Linked DNA regions of Gossypium hirsutum: region 1 is linked to region 2. The links are chromatin contacts, called in public Hi-C maps. All regions are on one chromosome and are shown on one strand. The core of a region is the stretch at or near the end of the contact, and the rest is flanking DNA. Distances in the headings are between cores, read along the strand shown.

Region 1 (3,418 bases), core at 393-2,892, 47 kb before region 2:
TATTTAATATACAAAAACCCGAATTGATATATGCCCATTAAGAATAGTAGAAGACATGGAAATTGTATGTTGGTAAAATAAATATTTTTTGGGTTGATTAAAATGTTTGATTTGATTTTTAATATTTTTATAATGAATTTTTATAAAATTAAAAGTAATACGAAGAAAGAAGATAATTAAAAATATCTAAAAATTGCAAAACCAAATAGAACCGAAAATTTTCAATTTGATTTATTTAATTTATGTAAATAATTCAATTTATTTTATTTTTTATATAAAGAATCGAATCGACTGAATTTACACCCCTAAAAATAAGTGGTTGGTTTTTTTTATAGCAAGTAAATGTATTGTGATATTGTAGTCGGTTTTCGATTTTCAGGTATTTTACCAATAAAAGCCCTTTTTTTTAAAATTTACCGAAATGGGCCAACTATTTAATTATTTACCGGAATGGTCCATTTTCCGCGAAATCGCGTCCACGTCAGCGCGATGTCAGGGTACGGGCCAGGAAATCGCGTCCACATCAACGCGACTTGCTAACGTGGACGGAAATCGCGCCCTAGAGGACGCGATTTGCTGACGTGGCATGAACAGTTTATGTTTTTTAGCTTGAAAAAAATTGTAAGGCCATAACTTTTGGCTCGATTGTCCGATTGAGACGATTTATTTTATTTCGAATAACTTTTCGAGATCTACGCGCTGACAAACTTCTTAGAGATGAATAGGGACGAATTTGTAAAGTATAATTTGTTAGTTACGAGTTAGGGACTAAAGTGTAATTATTTCAAAATTAGCATGAAATTTTTGTATTTAAGAATATTTGAATGTCATGGAAGGATGAAATTGAATTTGAATTGAAAAACGAAGCTTAGATTTGAAAATATGACTATTTAGGTTTTTGGGACAAAATTGAATAAAATGGAAAATTTTAGGGAACTTCTCAAAAGTGGAATGAGCTGACTTATACCTATAACAGGATGATATAAGACAATTCTGTAAAAAAAGATCCGGTGTTTACTTCAAATAAATAAGGAAAATAATGATTTGAATGTTTCAAAATTCAATTTTAAACTGAAAAAATCAAAATTTAGGGGCAAAAAGGATCTTTTTCGACGAAAACTGTGGCAAACCGCCTTCGGCAATTTGTCAGCGTGTAGATCTCAAAAAGTTATTCGAAATAAAAAAAAATCGTCTCAATCGGACAACCGAGCCAAAAGTTATGGCCTTTCAAAGTTTTCCAAGCTTAAAAGCATAAACTGTTCATCCACGTCAGCAAATCGAGTCCTCGTAGGCGCGATTTGTGTCCACGTAAGCAAATCGCACTGACGTGGACGCGATGTTCTGACACGTACCCTGACATCGCGCTGACGTGGATGCGATTTCGTAGAAAAATGGTCAATTCCGGTAAATAATCAAAAAATTGACCCATTTCGATAAATTTAAAAAAAAAACTACTTTTTTTGATAAATTGCCCTCGATTTCCATCCCTCATTAATTCTGGTAGATATAATTATGGAGTATCATAAATGGGGTTGATCCCCCATGATATTGAAGTTAAAGCCCAGTCTAAATGTGTCCCCATGTGCCAAGGAATCAACCCATTCTTCAACAGTTTTAAAGTAATGCCCTGGAGAAAGTTAGAAAAACCCATAATCATGCAATGAATGCTGAACCAAAACTTCTTCTATCATATGAGCCTAAACTCCACATAATTTTATCAACTTCGAGTTCGGCTCTAATGGGCTTCTACCTTCACTCCTATAATTTACTTCAGTTGCTCATGTTTTTCATAAACTCATTGCATATTATTTTATTAATAGATAAATTTTTATTTTAGTCACTTAATTAAAAAGATACTATAATTTGATCATTATTGTTTTCAAAATTATTACTGTTTTCACTCAACCTTAAGTAGTTAATGATGACATTTTTTTAGTTAGTATAAGAATAATTTTAATCCTCAATTCTTCTTCTTTTTATTAATTTGACCTTGGTTTTATATAAAATAAAAAAAATTTAAAATTATTTAATAAAAACTAGATATTTCAATATAAAAATTAAATATAAAATTTCAAATGTATACTTCCTCGAAACCATATTAGCAATATTTTCAAACTGAGTTCCATGTTGTTGAAGAATTTCTTCCATAATTGATATTATAGAGACTTATGAAATCAACTCTAATATCATTTCTTTAACAAAAAAACACAAAATATATTACGAAATTTTCTTTTTCAGACTCAATTCAAAATTTCAATTAATTCAAATTTATCTTTTAAAACTCAAATCGTAAAAACAAATTATATTCTAATTTTTTTTCTTTTCTTATAAAAACCAAAGAAGTCAAAAATAGAGAACTACCAATTTTGCTTAATGTTTCTAATTTTTCTATTTTTAAAGAATGGGTATTCAATATTTTTATACAAATACTACAAAGAAATTTTGGAGGGTTTAAAAATAATTTTACCTCATTTTCTCTCACTTTATGAATTTTTTGAAATTTTATCTATTTTTATTTTTTTGAATTTTTATATTCTTCGGAACTTTCTAATTTTTTAAAAAAAATTCTATTTTTATCATTTTTATATAAAATCAAGATTAAATTGACAAAAAGTTTAAAAGCCGATAACTAAAATTGTTATAGTACCAACTAAAAAGTGCTCCTGTTAGCCACTAAACCGTCAGGTGATCAGAAAAACAATTTCAAAAAACGATAATGATCAAAATTGTAACTTTTTTTTTAATTAAGTGACAAAAAAACTTAACCATAATTAAAAGACTGATAGTATAGTTTGCTCAAATCTAAACATTAAGAGAACCAAAACCCTGTTAAAATTGTATCAACTTACAAATTTTTTAAATATATATTTTTTTAAATATTCAAATTCAATTCTACATTTTAGGTAATAGTAGAAACCCTTATACTAAGAGTTAGATTGCATTATGTCCCTTTTATTCAAAAAAATGAGCAAATTAATCCATATACGTTTAATCAAAGAGTAAACGGATCATTTTGTTAAAAAATGCATCCATATCTATTATTCAAAATAGGTCCCTCTACGTCAGCATGAGGTACACGTGGTACACACGTGTTACCAGGGGTGTATCCAGGGGCTGGCAGGGGCCCTAGCCCCCCTAAAATGGAAAATTTTCCTTTGAGTCATTTTTTATTTTTAAAATTTTAAATTAGTAAAGGTAAAATTACACTTTGACCCTCTTAAAATGATAAAATTTTGATTTAATCTTTTAAAAATTACATTTTTATTATTGTAAAAATTACAATTTAATTAATTTTATGAATTCTCCAAAAACCAACTTGCTTTTTAATTTAATAATAATTAACTTACTTCTTTTTAAAGTAGAATCACGTTTAGTACAAAAGCCTTCTATCATTTTTTTAACTAGAAATTTTTTTCTT
Region 2 (3,387 bases), core at 669-3,168:
AAGGATGTGAAAACTCACTTGCAACAGCGAGTATCGATACCAACTAAAAATTTATCATTAATTTTTACATTAACTACAGCATTCAGTGATCATTGGAGATGAAGATATCGATACCAGAAAAATGTTATCGATACCATATGAAAATTATCAATACTAGATCGATACTTAGTTGAATTTGTGAAAAACAGAATGTCAATTTGGTATCATTTTTAAAAGAGGGATTAATATTTTGAAAACCATCGATACTTCGCCAAAAAGTATCTAGAGATATATTGACTTATTTTAAAAATAGTTTGATTATTTGAAAGAATTCTTACTTGTTTAAAATAATTTTAACTTTATTTTAAAGTTGATTCAAAAATTTTCTAAGACTTCAAAATAAGTGTTCAAAATTTTCTTCTCTTAGACTTCATTTGAGAAATTATTTTTCCAATATTTTGTAATTTTGTTCAACTCCAACTTTTATTCAAAAATAATTTAATTTTTTATATCAAAACATATTATCAAATAAACCTTAGTTTAACAATCTCCCCATTTTTTTATATAACAAAACATTTGGTAAATTTGTTATTGAATAAATTGCTCCGCTTAATAAAAATCATTTTCAATTTAAGGCCTAAATAGAAAATTGAAAAAAAATAAAAAAATTTGACATTGATTTTTAATTTGAAAAAAAAAGTCATATTCTTTGCATAAATTCAATTTAATTTTGATAATATCAATCAATTTATGTAACAACTCATTTTCAGTGAAATCGAAATAGTGGTTTTGAGACCACAAATTTGATGAGTAAATTATTATTTTATTATTATTTTAATTTATATGGAATTATAGTAAGGTCGTATTAAAATTTCGTTAAGAAAATTTGATGTTTGCTTAATTAATTAAGTAAAAAAGACTAAACAGTAAAATATGAAAAAGTTGAGTTCTATTAGCTAAAGAAGTCTAATAGGCATGGAATCTTAAACTAAAGGAATTAAATGGTAATTAGACCATTTGATTAGTTAGTGGATTTATATGGATTAGGTTTTATTGCAATTTTGATAGTTTTTAAAGTGCGAAAAGGTAGATGAATAAATAAAACTAAAATAAACTAAGAAAACATGTTCATCTTCTTCATTTCTTCCTATCACCATCGAAATTCATCATTTAAGGTTAGGTCTAGGTTCGTCCAAGCTTCTTTTAGTGCATCTAAGTGATTCTGAGCCCCGTTTTTAATGATTTTTATGTTTTTGAGTTTGTTGTAGCATAATCTAGCTAGCCCAAGGGTCAATTTGTAAAACCGTTAAAGCTTAAGGGTTATGCCATGGATGTTTTTGAATAGTTTGTGATTTTAAACGATGGATTATGAATCTTTGTTGAAAATTAAACAAGTTTTGTTAAAAGATTTTTGATGAATTTTGGAATTATGGACTAATTTGTTAAAGGTATAAATTCTAGGGTTTGTTTGTGAAATGATGGTAAATAAGAGTTTTTTTAAGGTCCCTTGCATGTTTGATTAACATGGATTTAGATTAAAATAGTTAGATTTTAAATTATAAGCTTAAGGACTAAATTATAAAAAGTTAAAATGTTAGGGATAAATTAGTAATTTTATATAAATGGTGAATTATGAATTGAATTGAAGTTTGAGGTTAATTGAAGTACTTAATTAAATATAATTATCTATTTAGATCAAGATAAACCTCAACCAGAATACCATTTTAGTATTTAAATATTATTTTTTATATTATTTAAGTAAAAAAAACCCCTTTATTCTAATTCTAATATATCCAAACAATTTTAAAATAACAATATAAATATTTAAAATATTAAAATAATGGTAAAAAAGGTTGAGCAAGAATAAAGCGTAAAATATTAACTTTGTTTTCGCCCTTAAGAAAAAGAATAAAAACATTGTATTAAGGAGTTGATCATGTTTTGCAAAATCATTTTATACCAAAGGAATGTTAGACCGAAATAAAGTCATATGTAGCAAAAAAAACCAAAACATTTGATGGTAGGAAAAATTATCGATAAAATTTATAATAAAAAAAAAGTCGTTTCGGTAATTTTTTAAAAAGATAGTGTAATTTCTGAAATGTTTTTTTTTCAACATATTTACATAAATTGCCCGGATTTAATTTTATTTTTAAATTCGAATAGAAATTTATACCGTTTCAGAGTAAGTTTAGATAGGCGGTGCATTTACCTGCGGTTAGTGTAAAAACAGCGGTGACGGTAAAATTAGATACTATAGCAATACTGTAGCGTGAGACAAAAAATAAACTAAACACACCGTACTGCACCTAATCGTCCATCCAAACCCTACCTCAATCTCCAACCACAGCATTCTTCTAGCCAAACATATAATCTATATATATCTTGGCCGATTGCTCTTTGTGCTCTCCTATGGCTATGGAGGACGCTGAGCAACCGCTTCTTTCCCCTCGGCTAGTCGGCGAGGACAGCCACCACCAGGAGCAGTTACTTTCTAGACCATCAAACACCACCTTCACGCCCGGCATCGATGACATCCCACCGATCAACGGCGTCCGTGACTTCTTCAGAGAATACCTGATAGAGTCCAAGAAGCTCTGGTTCCTTGCTGGCCCCGCCATCTTCACATCTCTCTGCCGATACTCCCTCGGCGCTATCACTCAAGTCTTTTCCGGCCAAGTTGGCACTCTAGCTCTTGCCGCCGTCTCCGTGGAGAATTCAGTCATCGCCGGTTTCTCCTTTGGCGTCATGGTAAATCTGTAAATTAAATTTCCTTTGTTAATAGTTTTAGTTTTGTTAGCTTAGTTACAAATAACAGTAATCACACAATACTTGATTAAAACTTGAATAGCTTGGGATGGGAAGTGCACTCGAAACTTTATGCGGCCAAGCATTTGGAGCAGGGCAGGTTGATATGTTAGGGGTGTACATGCAAAGATCATGGGTCATCCTCAACTCAACGGCTTTGATGTTAAGCTTGTTATACATATTTGCGGCAAAATTTTTGAGGGTAATAGGCCAAACAGAAAGCATATCGAAGGCGGCCGGAATGTTTGCAATATGGATGTTGCCTCAACTGTTTGCTTACGCGTTCAACTTTCCGATGGCGAAGTTCTTACAGGCGCAGAGCAAGATCATGGTGATGGCGGTGATAGCTGGAGTGGCGTTGGTTCTGCACACTGTATTAAGCTGGCTCTTGATGCTAAAGCTGGGATGGGGCCTAGTGGGTGCAGCCGTTGTTTTAAATATGTCGTGGATTTTCATTGTTGTGGCTCAGTTTTTGTACATAATTAGCGGTGCATGTGATCGGACTTGGACCGGCTTCTCTGGGAAGGCATTTCAACATCTGTGGGGTTTTGTTAGATTGTCTTTAGCTTCAGCAGTAATGCTCTGGTAAGTCACCTAGGC

The links. A called contact is a pair of places that touch in the nucleus more often than the background predicts.
Region 1: a Hi-C map of hypocotyl shows a contact between it and region 2, with 2.1 times the contacts expected there. The contact joins the enhancer-like site here to the promoter of LOC107909698 in region 2. A contact is called at or near these places in 5 of 34 Hi-C or Micro-C datasets (anther, callus, hypocotyl and 2 more).

The regions. Positions count from the first base shown.
Region 1 is chrD02:60,263,700-60,267,117 of Gossypium_hirsutum_v2.1, reverse strand. No RefSeq gene overlaps it. Among protein-coding and RNA genes, the nearest start is that of LOC107909699, 26 kb to the right of the region's middle. Within about 2 kb of position 1,642, at least 2 of the 9 cell types and tissues checked have an H3K27ac peak or open chromatin away from gene starts, as enhancers often do. A contact at or near this core is called in hypocotyl and leaf, where this site is marked.
Region 2 is chrD02:60,217,351-60,220,737 of Gossypium_hirsutum_v2.1, reverse strand. It overlaps LOC107909698 (protein DETOXIFICATION 29), which reads left to right and starts at 1,918. Exons shown (of 8, transcript XM_016837325.2): 1 at 1,918-2,730; 2 at 2,831-3,372. The coding sequence starts at 2,392.